Linked DNA regions of Mus musculus: regions 2, 3, 4 and 5 are each linked to region 1. The links are chromatin contacts, called in public promoter capture Hi-C maps. All regions are on one chromosome and are shown on one strand. The core of a region is the stretch at or near the end of the contact, and the rest is flanking DNA. Distances in the headings are between cores, read along the strand shown.

What was found. Promoter capture Hi-C pulls out the DNA fragments that hold promoters and counts their contacts.
Region 2: a contact with region 1 is called in a promoter capture Hi-C map of pre-B cells. The contact joins the promoter of Herc2 here to the promoter of Svip in region 1. A contact is called at or near these places in 3 of 39 promoter capture datasets (cranial neural crest, pre-B cells and second pharyngeal arch cranial neural crest).
Region 3: a contact with region 1 is called in a promoter capture Hi-C map of second pharyngeal arch cranial neural crest. The contact joins the promoter of Nipa1 here to the promoter of Svip in region 1. A contact is called at or near these places in 3 of 39 promoter capture datasets (cranial neural crest, frontonasal cranial neural crest and second pharyngeal arch cranial neural crest).
Region 4: a promoter capture Hi-C map of pre-B cells shows a contact between it and region 1. The contact joins the promoter of Nipa2 here to the promoter of Svip in region 1. A contact is called at or near these places in 4 of 39 promoter capture datasets (cranial neural crest, frontonasal cranial neural crest, pre-B cells and 1 more).
Region 5: a contact with region 1 is called in a promoter capture Hi-C map of second pharyngeal arch cranial neural crest. The contact joins the promoter of Tubgcp5 here to the promoter of Svip in region 1. A contact is called at or near these places in 4 of 39 promoter capture datasets (cranial neural crest, maxillary cranial neural crest, pre-B cells and 1 more).

The regions. Positions count from the first base shown.
Region 1 is chr7:52,004,724-52,007,303 of GRCm38.p6, forward strand. It overlaps Svip (small VCP/p97-interacting protein), which reads right to left and starts at 1,295. Exons shown (of 4, transcript NM_001160345.1): 1 at 1,015-1,295. The coding sequence starts at 1,068.
Region 2 is chr7:56,048,883-56,051,462 of GRCm38.p6, forward strand. It overlaps Herc2 (HECT and RLD domain containing E3 ubiquitin protein ligase 2), which reads left to right and starts at 1,273. Exons shown (of 93, transcript NM_010418.2): 1 at 1,273-1,420; 2 at 1,974-2,066. The coding sequence starts at 1,995. Gm34121 (predicted gene, 34121) reads right to left here and starts at 1,168. Exons shown (of 3, transcript NR_166588.1): 1 at 860-1,168.
Region 3 is chr7:56,018,306-56,020,885 of GRCm38.p6, forward strand. Nipa1 (non imprinted in Prader-Willi/Angelman syndrome 1 homolog (human)) reads right to left here and starts at 1,295. Exons shown (of 5, transcript NM_153578.3): 1 at 1,104-1,295. The coding sequence starts at 1,263.
Region 4 is chr7:55,961,183-55,963,762 of GRCm38.p6, forward strand. Nipa2 (non imprinted in Prader-Willi/Angelman syndrome 2 homolog (human)) reads right to left here and starts at 1,311. Exons shown (of 7, transcript NM_001256130.1): 1 at 1,018-1,311; 2 at 270-390. A230056P14Rik (RIKEN cDNA A230056P14 gene) reads left to right here and starts at 1,349. Exons shown (of 6, transcript NR_015495.2): 1 at 1,349-1,490.
Region 5 is chr7:55,792,819-55,795,398 of GRCm38.p6, forward strand. It overlaps Tubgcp5 (tubulin, gamma complex associated protein 5), which reads left to right and starts at 1,307. Exons shown (of 23, transcript NM_146190.3): 1 at 1,307-1,522. The coding sequence starts at 1,377.

The DNA.
Region 1 (2,580 bases), core at 45-2,544:
TTCTCCGCCAAGTGCACACATTCGTCCATCACAATGATTGCTGCCAATTTTTCTAAGAACACAGCAACGAAATGCAGACATCCATGCATACAAAGCTTGAGTTTTGATTAGTGTGTGGAAACAAATGTAAGCAAATACACAAACATGCATCTGATGGGAGTAATTACCCAGGAAGAGATATAATAACCATGGTAGATAAGGAATAGGAGGGAGGTTTCTAGAGCATGTTTATTTAGGTGGTCAGAGAAATTGTAGGTGTTAAGTGAAATACACCGGTGGGCCCTATGGCTAAGGGCAGAGAATGGGAGGAGAGATGCCTTAACAAATGCTAGCAGAATAATATTTTTTCTCATGAGCTAAACAAAATTAATAGCATTTTAAAACAATAGCAGTCATAAAGGCAAGTTGAACTTCCTCACATCTACTAAACAGTCACTTTAGTGTCTATAACCTAGTGGCTAAGATATTATTAATATACTTCCCTAAATCTCTCATTTCTTCAACTAATCTTTGGCTACCCTGAGAACCGATGTTGAGACCAAGTTAGATTGTCATATTATCAAGTACGGGTAAAGGATATTAAAGTAAGTATACTCTTACTGCATAAGGCCTGCTTGGATTCGAATATCAAAAAAAATAAAATGCCTGTCTTCACATAAAATTATCCCAAACACAGCACTACTAGGAATCTACACGTAAACGTATTGCTTGTTTATGTGGGATTTAAACCTGGGCTTCAAACCGGCTGTTAAAACTGAGCAAAGGGAAGGCGCGGGTTAATTATCCTCTAAATGGCGAGAGGAGCGGCGCGTCCCGGACCTTCTAGGTACAGCTGGTACAGACAAGAGAAGAGACACATGTCTGGAGCAGCCACTGAAAACAGCAGCTCCAACCTATGCCATCCGAGGAGGGTCCTTAGGGGAGGGTCAGGAGGCCCAGCAGGTGCACCTTCCCTCCGACTGCACTGCAACGGCCGCCGCGTGCAAGACTTGCACGGGGAGGCCGTCTACTCACCGGGCTCGGGGATGGTGGTGCGGACTCCGCGGGACAAGGGAAGCACAGCCCCATGGGGACGCAGGCACCCAGGGCCGGGAACCCGAATCCTCGCTGGGGGCTGCAGCAGGCCCCGCCCAGGAGCAAACCCCGCCCCCACCTGACCTGCTGCAAAGCTCCGCCCCGCGCCAGGACCTGCCCCGCAGTAAGACCCACCCCATCTGAGGCGCAAGCGCCCCTCCCCCTCCTCCTCGCCCCCCCTCCCCCGCGAACACCACCACAAGCTCCGCCCAATTTCAAGCCCCACCCCTGTCCTGCCCTTGGCAGACCCCACCCTACCCGCCCTAGCAACAAGCCTTGTCCCTCCAGGCCTGCGGCAAGCCCCGCCCCCAGGGCGAACCTGCTTCGCCCGACCCGGCGGCAATCCTCTTTCATCCGGTCCAACATCAAGTCCCGCCTCCTCCACAAATCCCACCCAATAGGGTTTAACAGCAACCCAACCAAGGGGTTTCTCTCTTGAACCTTGAAGCCTCCCTATGGCAACGCCCCACCCATCTGCGGCAAGCCCCGCCCCTTCAGTAGTGCTACACCTGATCCACCCTTTAGCTGTCAGCCAGCTCCTCCAAATGAAACGCCCCACTCCCACCCCGTTTTCACACACAACCCCACCCTCCCACTCCCATCAAGACTCAAAATTCCACTCTCATTGCCCCGCTGATTAAGCACTTTCTGCGGCTGTGCGGAGCCCTGGCCATTCTAGGAGCTCTGCGCAAGCGTACTGGGCATGGGTAGGCACCTGTTGAATCCGCGCTAGGGAAAGAAGGAATTCTGGCCCTTGACACTCAGAAACCAGCATTTCAAGGGTGCTGTCTGCTACCTTGTTGGTATTTTAGTGAGGTCAGTACTGTGTCTCTGAGATGGCAGGATGGGAAAACTGCCACATAATCCCGTCTCAGAGGTAGCTCCTTGCTATCCACGTTTTCCGCTTAGGGACAACGAAAAAGTGCACCCAGAAAAACTTGAGTGAAGTGCGGCTCAGATTTTAATGACAGTAAGACTATTGTTTTCTCTTTCCTTCCTCTTCCTTCTTTCTCTCCGGTTCTATATCTCTTGTCACTTCGTGGATGGCCACTCACTCATACTACATTCAAGTGGACAAATCCTTCCATTTCCTTTTGATAAGCACACAGAAACTATTATTTGAAGTTGCTGTGCTTCAAAATAGTACATATGTATTTCATATTTCTATATTTCTATTTCTTATAAACGTGTGAAAATTTACCCCCAATTATCCACTCGGAATTTTGAGTTTTTTTCATTTTCAAGAAATTTCACATTTGTTAGTGTCATGTTTTGATAATTACAAAACACAATTAACAGAAAGTCATCTTAGGTGTAAGATTACTGATTTCTTTTTTCCTTTAGCTTGACCAAACTCCGATTTCTTTCTGATTGCCTCCCTATTCTTAAAGTTTTTACATTAGAAATCTTTCAATTTTAAATATTCCTCTGCCTTTTAAGATGTTCTTCTCCTGGCCTCTTAGCACTTTTATAACCCAGAACCTTATCAAGGACCAGTGTGTCCTT
Region 2 (2,580 bases), core at 23-2,522, 4.0 Mb after region 1:
TGCAACATCAGAAATGCCGTCACCAGATACCAGTGCTATGCTCTTAGACTTAGCCTCCAGAAGTGTGAGGTACAAATGCCTGTATTTATTATTCAGTCATGTTGTTACAGCAACACAAAATGGACTACAAACATCGTTTTTTTAGAGCTAGCAGACACAGTTCTAAAAATGTACGTAGGTAAACATGCTTCAGTATGTGGAGGGACGAAGGGTGTCTTGCATGAGAAGGGAGCCTAAGGGCCAGAGATGCCTCCTCGGGTGTTACCTTCTACTGGTAATTATGCTGTCATGCCTCAGGTTCAAAGCCCTGTCCACCCTAACTGTATTTTGGATGTGGTTGAATTTGAAACCTTGTTCAGATACTTTTGAGTTGAAGCAGAAGTAAATTAGAGTCACACAGTCTTTGGGAGGTGTGATAGACTGTGGATCTTTTATACTGCTTCCTGCTGCTTGAAACAGAGATGTGATGTCTGAGCTATGGCAAATCCCTTGACCCTTGGGAGTGAGTTTGAAGATACATACCAAGGATGACAAAAGACAGGTATTTTAACGTTGCAACTGGGCCACCATACCACTGTGGCATATCCCTCATTGCTGCCTTCTAACACGTGGGAAAAAAATGAACCATCGTATTTAAAACAACAAATCGCACCCAGTTCCTATTTCAAATGTTCTAAGTCCTTTCTTTGCCTTCTCATGGAAAAGTTTAATTTCCACATGCTTGAAGATTATGTTATGTTTTATTTGTAGTTATTTGATTATTCCATGATGATCAGAGAACATATTTTGTGTGATTTTAATTGCTCTTTTCTTACTCCCGCACCCCCATTCCCCCAGGGTCTCTTAACCCAGAATTCACCTGCTTCTGCCTTCCTGGTGCCAGGGTTAAAGGCGAGTACTACCAGGCCCGGATCAATTACTTTTTCTTAAATTTCCTCTTCTGTCCACTGACTCAAAGGCCAAAAGGACGCTGTCGTTAAAGCACAGGGAGCCTCGAGAACCTCGTCCCGCTGCAAATACCTTACCAACTTCGGGTCCCTGGAAGCAAACACAGTCTGGGAAGGGTTGGGACTGGGCAAGCCAGCGTGCGTGCGCACAAGTCCCACCTCCCGGCGTCTGCGGTTGGCTCTCGCTGAGCGGGTGAGTCTCAAGAAGGAAGCTGAGTCGTGCTGAAGGAAGCGGAAGTTGGGGGAGGGGCGTGCGACGCTGCTCGTCCATTGGCTGAAGCCGTCTCTCACCCTTGCGCTATTGGGCGGGCGCAGCCATGCGTCAGCGTGCGCTTCGGGCCGCAGACTGGATCGCGAGCGCCGGCCGGCTCCTGCAGGGAGTGTTCCCTCAGCCGGCTGGCGGAGCAGGCGGCGCCAGGGCTGGCCGAGCTGGGCCGAAGGAGGGCGGAGGGGCCGAAGACGGGCGGCGCCAGGTCCGGGAGAGCGGGGCCCGGAGAGCGGCGGGCGGAAGGCGGGCGTTGGCGCGGAGGAACCAGGGCCTGTGCGCCTCGGAGGCCGCGCAGTCACGGCTGTCTTTTTAGTATTTAGGCGATTGTTGTAGATTTATCTGCAGACATGACTTTTGTTTATTTACCACACTCCGCCGGACTGCTGTAGGTATAGCGGCTGATGCACACTGGTGTCATTTGTCGTTGCGATAGTGAGTTTTTTTTCCTGACGTGTGTCTGTGTGTGTCCCTTTGGATTTAAAGGAGTGGGATGACATTGTGCAGTGGTCGCCGGTGACCACTGTAGGTCCGGCCGGCGTATTGGGAAATCCCAGCGACTCTACCTCTATTGGAAGTGGTATTTCCCTCCCTTCTCCCGTTCTGGGGCCAGCTTTCCCTCTCATCCCTCATCCTCTCGTCCCCTCCCCCAGCTCTCCTTCCCTGTTTTATGTTCTGTCTCGGCCGCGTTAAACAGCAGGATGGTGTAAATAGCAGTTTAAAGAAGCTCGAGGGCTCCAGCGTTTGTGTTTGACTTGCAGGTCTGACCACCCGGAGGAAACATGCCTTCTGAGTCTTTCTGTTTGGCTGCCCAGTCTCGCCTTGACTCCAAATGGTTGAAAACAGATATCCAGGTGGGGTGAACATGGTTTTCTCTTTTCTTTGTGTGTTCCTGTCTCTATAAAAAATGTTTGCTTGAGGAGAATGTGTGAGTGAATGGCAATTAGATCTTGTCTTAGGAAGATTATTTCTTATAATTTACAATGTGACATTTATTATGACTGTTGAAGAGATGCTATGTGGTTGTGGCTTAATTGAAGTTAGTTGTAAGTGCAAGAAACTTGAGATCCAGTTATGCAATTTTTCAGTATTTTTATTCTGGAGGCTTATTTTTATTTGTTTATTTTTTTAAGACAGGGTTTCATATTCCCAGGCTGGCCTTGAACTCCTCAGTGTAGGTGAGGATGACCTGACATCCGATCCTTTTGCCTCCACCTCTTGAGTGCTAGCATTGCAGCACCTTAACACCTTGCTGGGATTATGTGGTATAGTTAGGCAGGTATTTTACCAGCTGAACTCCATCCCAGGTCCTGCCAACATTCTTAATCAAGACTTGACTGTTGTTTGTTTCTTTTTCTTTTTTTCCCC
Region 3 (2,580 bases), core at 45-2,544, 4.0 Mb after region 1:
CGTAGTTGCCTAATGTATACCAGATGTGTTTGTACATTACAGACACATCTGCAGGCTTGGGAGATCCTATTGGTTTTTTATTAGGATTGCAATGCTTTCATTTTGAAATAAATTTATTTAAATAAGCATTACTGGTTTTGTACTTTCGCTCAATATTTTCAGTTCTTTGTCTCTTTTCTGAAGCTTCCTGGCTACCCAGACAGCTTAGTCAAAATTTCAAACGTGTTCTGGAATTGGAACTAGTAAGTGTATTTACCTCTCATACACTGGCAACCAGCTCGTTACCCCTAGAGCCCTTGAGGTTGTGGCTCCAACCACAAGCCTTTCTTGGTTTCTCTGAAAGCAATGTTTACTTTCCCCGTCAAAGTATTCTGCCTCTTACATGCAGTGCCTGTCACAGGCCTCTCAACACAATGACATGGCATGGACAAAGAAGGTCTCTGTGCCTTATCCCACTTCCCTATCACTATGGAGTGATATCTGATGATGGGTTGACCCAGGGCATCCTCAGTAGGGGGGCCCGTTTGCATGCCTGTTTGATGTTTTCTTCATGCTTTAGACACTTCAGACAACCACAGGTAAGTTATCTAAGGATCCCAGGGCAAAAGCCGCCGGGAAGATCAGACCTTGCAATCAAGGTGACAGTGGGCACCTCAATGAAGACAGTACATCCTCTGGACCCACCACACACCCTTACTTCTTCACACCACCAAGTGTTCTCCCAAGAGCACCCCGGCCCAGTCTAAGTGAAAGGCAGGCCTGGCTCCACCCACCTCTGGATCCTATGAATAGGAAGCTCTGCCTGACAGTAGGTGAGTGAGGGCCTCTGGGCATAGGGCTCCAAGCTGAGCATCTGTCCCGATGCTCTGCTGCGGGGTAGGGGTTGGAGGACTGGACAGGTATAGGAACGGGGCAAGATGTCCGGTGAAGGGCTCCTGAAAGAGTGAATAAGGCCTCCCCGGTCGCAGAGAAGAGACAGAAGGAGACCGCGTAGAATGCGGAGGTGATGCCTGCGGGGTAGCCAGGGGAGCCGGCCCGTGCTCTGTGCACAGACACCGGCAGACGCGTGGTGCGGACCCCGGCCCGACCTCGGCCCGCCCTACCTCGCCTTTTAGCGCGCACAATGCCCTTCTTCTGCAGCACGAACGTGGACCCGTTCACTAGGCTGGACACCACAGCCACGCCCAGGCCGAGCGACACGGCGGCGGGGCTCGGGCCGCGCGCCCCCTCCCCGGCCGCCGCAGCCGCCGCCGCAGTCCCCATGCCGCCCGCGCCGCCCTCCGCTGCGCGTGCGCGCGCCGCGCCCCACGGGCTTGGAGAAGGAGCGGCGCGGGGCGGGGCAGAGAGGGAGCCGGAGTTCGGGGTCGGACTGCGAAGTAAGACAGGGGTGGGAGCGAGCTTAGGGGGTGGATGGGAAGCATGCAGTGGGATCAGAGGAGGAGCCGAAAGGCTTCTGCGGTCTGTGTGGATAGTATAATAATTCCGTAGAGCGTGCTGGTGCAGCGCCTGGGGCAGAAAGCTCTGCAGTACCAAGAGCCCTAGGGCGTCTGGTGGGGATGGTCAAGCTGTCCCCAGAGGAGCTCAGGTCTTCTAGGAACTCTGTTCTGTACTACCAAAGAGATGCTTTCTTCTTTGCTGCTTTGCTCCCTGGGAGGTCCGCTACCTTCACTCTGGATCATTGACCTTGTGATCATACTGTAGTGTTTCATTTTAATTCTTAATAAAGTATATCAAGATTATAAGGGAAAGTTATTTTGACTCACTTCGCCAACTCTCACTTAAGTATTCTGGGCCATTCCCACGCTTTCAAAGGCAATGCACATTTTTTTCTCTTTTATTGAGTGTTATGTAGCAATCTATTTCCATGTTATCACACAATTATTGTTTTAATAGCTGTGTGATGTCTATGAAAATATATTGTATCAAACCATTCATCAGATTGTTGGTTGTTAGGTTGCTCCAAGTGTTTGTTTCTCTATTCTATAATCATGCTATATTGAAAACTTAATTTAAAAAAAAGTTGGTTTAGGAAGTATACATGTCTTTTTGAAACTCTATAACGCAGTATTATTGCCGAAGCAATATAAAATTGGACTATTTATGCACTGAAACTACTGAATGGTTAGCCGCGCAGTGTGTTGAAGGCCTTTAATCCCAGGAGGCAAAGGCAGACAGATCTCTGTGAATTCAAGACCAGGCTGCTCTTCAGATCGAGTCCCAGGACAGCTAAGGCTACACAGAAACCCTGTCTTCAAAAACCATCCCCACCAACACTCTACTAAGCCAGTCTACCGTTGTTTCCTTCCGGGTGATAATTTACTCATAAAAGTCACCAATTCTGTCAGTGAGGCAAATGAAACCACTGAACTAGGGTAGTAAGATGGTTTTTTGGGGACAAACTGCCAGGCTGATTCAGACTGGAGAATAGCATCCTGCCAAATGAGCCTTGTCAGATTTATGGGGAGGAGACCTGCCGGCCAGACAGTCTGAGAGTTGGTGTAGGGACTTGGATCTCTTACAGACTGAGCTGATCAGAAACCAGGTGACCTTTCCCTGAGGTCAGGGAAGAGCGAGGGAATT
Region 4 (2,580 bases), core at 61-2,560, 4.0 Mb after region 1:
TTACTGACTCAACAAGACAAGCTAGACAAGAGGTGGGCAGGAACCTCCGGGCAGTGGTGGCGCATGCCATTAATCCCAGCACTAGGGAGGCAGAGGAGGCCAGCCTGGTCTACAGAGTGAGTTCCAGGACAGCCAGGACTACACAGAGAAACCCTGTCTCTATAAAAATCAAAACAAAAAACAACCAAACAACCAAACAAAAAAATACTACAGAACCTAATCTCCGATCTAACTTAGCAATACTGTTAGAAATTAAAATTTTAACTTACATGTAAGTTTAATATGGTCTTTCTTTTAAAAAACAGAGATGATTTATTCATTCTCATTTTCTTGGAAACGCTATCCTTTATTCCCATTTAAAGTATTTAACCACGGCAGAGTAGTTCCACCCTGGAAAGAAGAAAATATGGAAGTAGGTGAAAGGACAGAAAATTACTAAATACTTAGATATATAGTTACTGGCCTTCCTGTTCTTTCACTTAGTAAGTACTGTAAGAGCTTCTACATACAGCTTACTGGAATGAAAAACGTCAAATCTCAGACTTCCTCTTTTAACTTTAAAAATAATTAATATGGTATCAAACGGGCACATGATATAGAATCTAAAGAAACTGCACTCAAGACCACTCCTAAACTAAATGCCTTGCCATTATCGTAGAGAAATCAAAGAAGCAGGAACCCCAAACCCTGCATTTTGTGTAAACCCTATTAAGTGCCAGGGAACTGAGTCAAGCAAGCTCAAAACGTTACAGCAAGCCGAAACCATCTTCTGAAAACTCACGAAGGCAAATAAAACTGATATGCAGAACTTAACGAGTACGCGACCGGACAGGGCCAACCAGCCAGACTTCTGCCGGATTGAATGGCAATCAATCCGACTCACTGCGGATCACCAGGGAAGCTGCGTCCACCCCAGAACACGCGAAAAAGCAAGTCGCCCCGGGGCCCTTCTCCGACCTCAGGCGGCCGACACAGCCCGCAGCTCCGCCCTGGAGCTCGCTTACAGGAAGTAGCTACCTTAGGGCCGTCGCAGGCCGGCGGGCGACTCGGCTCCCTCCGGGACGCGACCCCGGTGCCCGCTCAGACCCCCACGCAGGCAGCTCGCTCCTGCGCGCACACAGCCACCGTCTCCGGCGACGTCCCGCGGGAAGTTCGTGCATCCGAGACTGCAGTGAGCGCCGCCTCCTCCATGGGAGAGCCGAGAGGAGCCTACCTCGGACAGCCTTCGGCCGCACCGCGGCCAGCACCAGAAGAGCCGCCGAGAACCTGCCGGGAAACCTGGGCGCAGACTAGTGACGTAAACCGCGCGCGCTGGGCAGGCACAGCTCAGGCCCCGCCTCCGCAAGGCTCTTCGCCCCGCCCTGACAGCGAGCCGGAGGAGCCGTACCTTCTAAGGTCATCTTTGCTCACCTACTCATCAAAAATCCAGCCCTGTTATTTAAAATCCGATTTCCTGGGAGTCTTCACGTGGGACCTTTGGGATGGAGGAGGTGGGTTTGACCGCAAAGGGCGGAAGTGGGCGGGACAAGGAGGCAGGTTTCCAGGGAAGAGACAGTAAAGCTTGTGGAGGAGGACCTTGTGATTTGGACAAGAGATCTTTTCCACGAGATGCACAGGAAACAAAGTAATAGCTTTTTCTCGGCTGCTTTTGCTTTGAAAAGACCATTGAAGGCTGCTGAAAATCCTTGTTTACAGGATATGTTACTCCAAGAACATTTGTTTGGGTGTGTTTGGGAGGGAGATCCTTGTAAAATGAATTATACATTTATTGAAACATTAAAAACAGCACTGTAGTTTTCCTATCTCCTATGCTAATGCTTTGGACGTGATGGTCTAAAACATTGAGGGAGTGGCTAAGTAGCTAATTTAAAAGCTACTCTGCTGTGAACTTGACAACCAGATACCCAAGTGTCTTAGAACTGGCTCTTGAGGACTTATTTTGCTCAATTTTTAGGGTAGGCTAATTTCTAGATGACATGCAAGTGGGACTTTGATGATCAGGTAAATACAGAATGACTCCAATTTTTCCACCTTTCCATGTGTCCACAAATTTTACAGTACCTGCATCTCCACTCTCCCTGAATCTGCATTGGCTGGGGGAATGGTATTGAGCAAAGAAAAATGCAATGAAACTTGATAAGAAGCCCGGACTGGTGGGCAGGAGGGAATAATGGAGAACAAATGTAGTACAATGTAGACCAGGAACAAAGCCACCATACTGACTTCCTTCCTGGCTAACTCAGAATTGCTGGCAAGGGTCAGGTTGGTTCACATCAGCAAAACTGCCCCACTGACCCATCGGCCTAAAAGAAAGAATAAGTGATTGCCACCTCATTTTGGTTTAAATTGATAGGCAGCAATAACTTAACTGATAAAGATGGCAACAGACATCTCCAAAGACCTGTTGATTATCATAAAGGCACTGGTTGGTTCATTTGAACAGGTGTGTGCCGTATGTGGGATCAGCATTGTAATTTAACCGTGGTAGAGAATTATCTTGTGGCACCTCCCTCTCCCTTCCCTTCCTCCTTCTCACTCCCTCCTCCCCATTGTCCTAAACATCCAAGGTACAGATCCTTC
Region 5 (2,580 bases), core at 57-2,556, 3.8 Mb after region 1:
CGTCTAAGAAAAAGTCAGGCAAGTACCAATTGGGGTGGCAGGTGCTACCTAATGCGGACGATTTATAAAGGCTCAAAGGCTCCAGCTGCTGCTCTGACGACTTTGCCCACGTCTGCTCTCAAGAGTGCTTTCCCCTTTTTATATTTTGAAAATGACGTTTTAAAATTTATTTTTGTATGGGGTGGAGGTACGCACACATGGGAATTATAAGACTACTTATGGGACATGGTTCTCTCCTATCATGTGAGTCCACACGATGGGATGCAAGCAGCCAGGCCTGACAGCCAGCAACTTTATTAAGTAAGCCAGCTTTTTTTGTTTTGTTTTGGGTTTGTTGTTGCTGTTGTTGTTTTGGTTGTTTTGTTCTGATTTTTTTTTTTTTTTTTCGAGACAGGGTTTCTCTGTATAGCCCTGGCTGTCCTGGAACTCACTCTGTAGGCTGGCCTTGAACTCAGAGCCACTTTCCCTTTCTTGAGAACTTGTTCGAGGGTTCTAACAAGAAAGCACAACTGCCTGTACTGTAACAAGGACAAGTCCTCCATAGGGAAGGTCGGCCTAACCCAAAGCTGTGGGTGCACAAAGAACAGTAACAGAAAAGCATCCCCGGCCATCAAGTGGGTGACAGACAGCTGGCCCTCACATACATCTCCACCTTACTAATAAACCAGCAGTTTCAGCATGTGGGCAGTGACCCGCAGTAGGGATCACACATCAGATAGTTACATTACAATTCGTAAACTAGCAAAAGTATAACTATGAAGTAGCAACGAAATAATTTAATGGTTATGGGTCATCCCAGCGAGAGGAACTATATTAAAGGGTCACAGCATTTGGAAGGTTCAGAGCCATTGTAATACATAAATGGGCACTATCGCTGCTTTAACCATATGTTCCTGGTCTAATCAGAAGCATGTGTTTAGTTGGGGAGCTCTGAGAGCCCAGTTTAGGTCGTCTGGAGGAGAAAGTGAAGGCCGGAGCATGAACAAATAAGTCACGATGTTCAAAAATGTCGGAAACTATACCCTGGAACCAAAAAACTGGTTGGCTCAAAATGCATCAGAATTTAAATCGTTAATCAGGAGTATCCAGAGTCCCTTATTAACAATGATTAATAATAAATAATGGTTAGCTGTCTGAAGACTCTCGGATTTCCCGGTGTGCAAGCAGAAAGAGCACATCTCTTCCCCACCCACGGACGCACCGCATCCAGCAACCAGCATCCACTCCCATCAGCACCTTTCCCAGGCACAGCTCCGGGGCTGCCGGAACTCTCGCGGAAACATCCTCCACATCTCGAAACCCCGGTGCCGGGACGGGCGGAACTCTCGCGAGAACAGTCGCCACTTAGCAGAGATCCTGATAGGTACGCCGCGGCAATGGCCCGGCCTAAGTCGTCCGGGAGCCGGATGGACAGACAGCTGGAGCATGATGTGTGCGAGCTCGTCCGGCAGGTTACGGGGCTGCAGGACGAGGCGGACCCCAACTTCCAGCTGGCCCTGGACTTCGTCTGGTCCAACTTCAGGTGTGGGATCGCGGCTACGAGCTGAAGTCGCGCGGGCGGGCGGGTCCGGGTCGGGAGTGCGGCCTCCGGCACCCCTGCGTCTGCTGCAGCTGCTGTGCCTTGGTTTCCCCTTAGGTGCCCTTGCGAGAAACCCGCAGTTGCAGCGGCACATTCCTAGAGAGCTGTTGACTCTGCTCACCCGCACGCAGTACGGTGCACATCAAAAGTCATTTGATGGCTGGGAAAGTGAATTTTTAGCGCCAAATTCTGATCACATCCTGTTAGGTTTTTTGGGGGTTTTTTGTTTTGTTTTGTTTTTTGTTTGTCTCACCAACCCCCCTCTTCTCTTGCTCGGACCACTTACAAGTTTCCCCGCTTCTGTGTCCTCCCTTTGCATTGCATAAAACAAATTCAAGTTCTACTATTGAGCAACACATAGCATGTCTAGTAGAAGTCACCCTAAACAGTGAACAGTTTGTCAGACTGTGATCCTGATTCTAAGCGCAGGACGTGAGTGTCTGCCTAGTTCGTGAGACTACAGACCTCTCAGGTTGATGGGAAGCAAGCCAACGATCCAAAACCACAAGTGCAATTTCTAGTTATAACCTATAGAAAGAACAAGGATTCAAAGAAGTCAGGTAACTCGAAAAGCAGATGTACCACAAGTATTTTTTCTAGTGGCAGATAGGAGGGAGGGGATAGTCATTTTAGAGTTGGGAAGAGACATAGATGCTGCATAGTATAACAGAAGTACTAAAAGCATACCTATAACACTCTGTCACCAGTGTCACCCGTAGAAAACATGTGGCAGTCACCTTGTGTTACAGTTGCTTTATTTCCACATGTTGTTCGTTGTTACATTAATGACAGCCTTTGGTCCCACTGCTAAATTTTAGGTTTTGTTGTTGATGATGTTATGTGTATGATTTGACTCTGTGTACACGTGTGCATGTGTGTGCCTGGTGCCCAAGGCAGCTGATCCCCTGGAACTGGGATTATAAACAGCCTGTGGGTGCTGTGAATAGAACCTGGGGACCCTGAGCAATGGCGTGGGCTCTTAACCCCCGAGGCATCTCTCC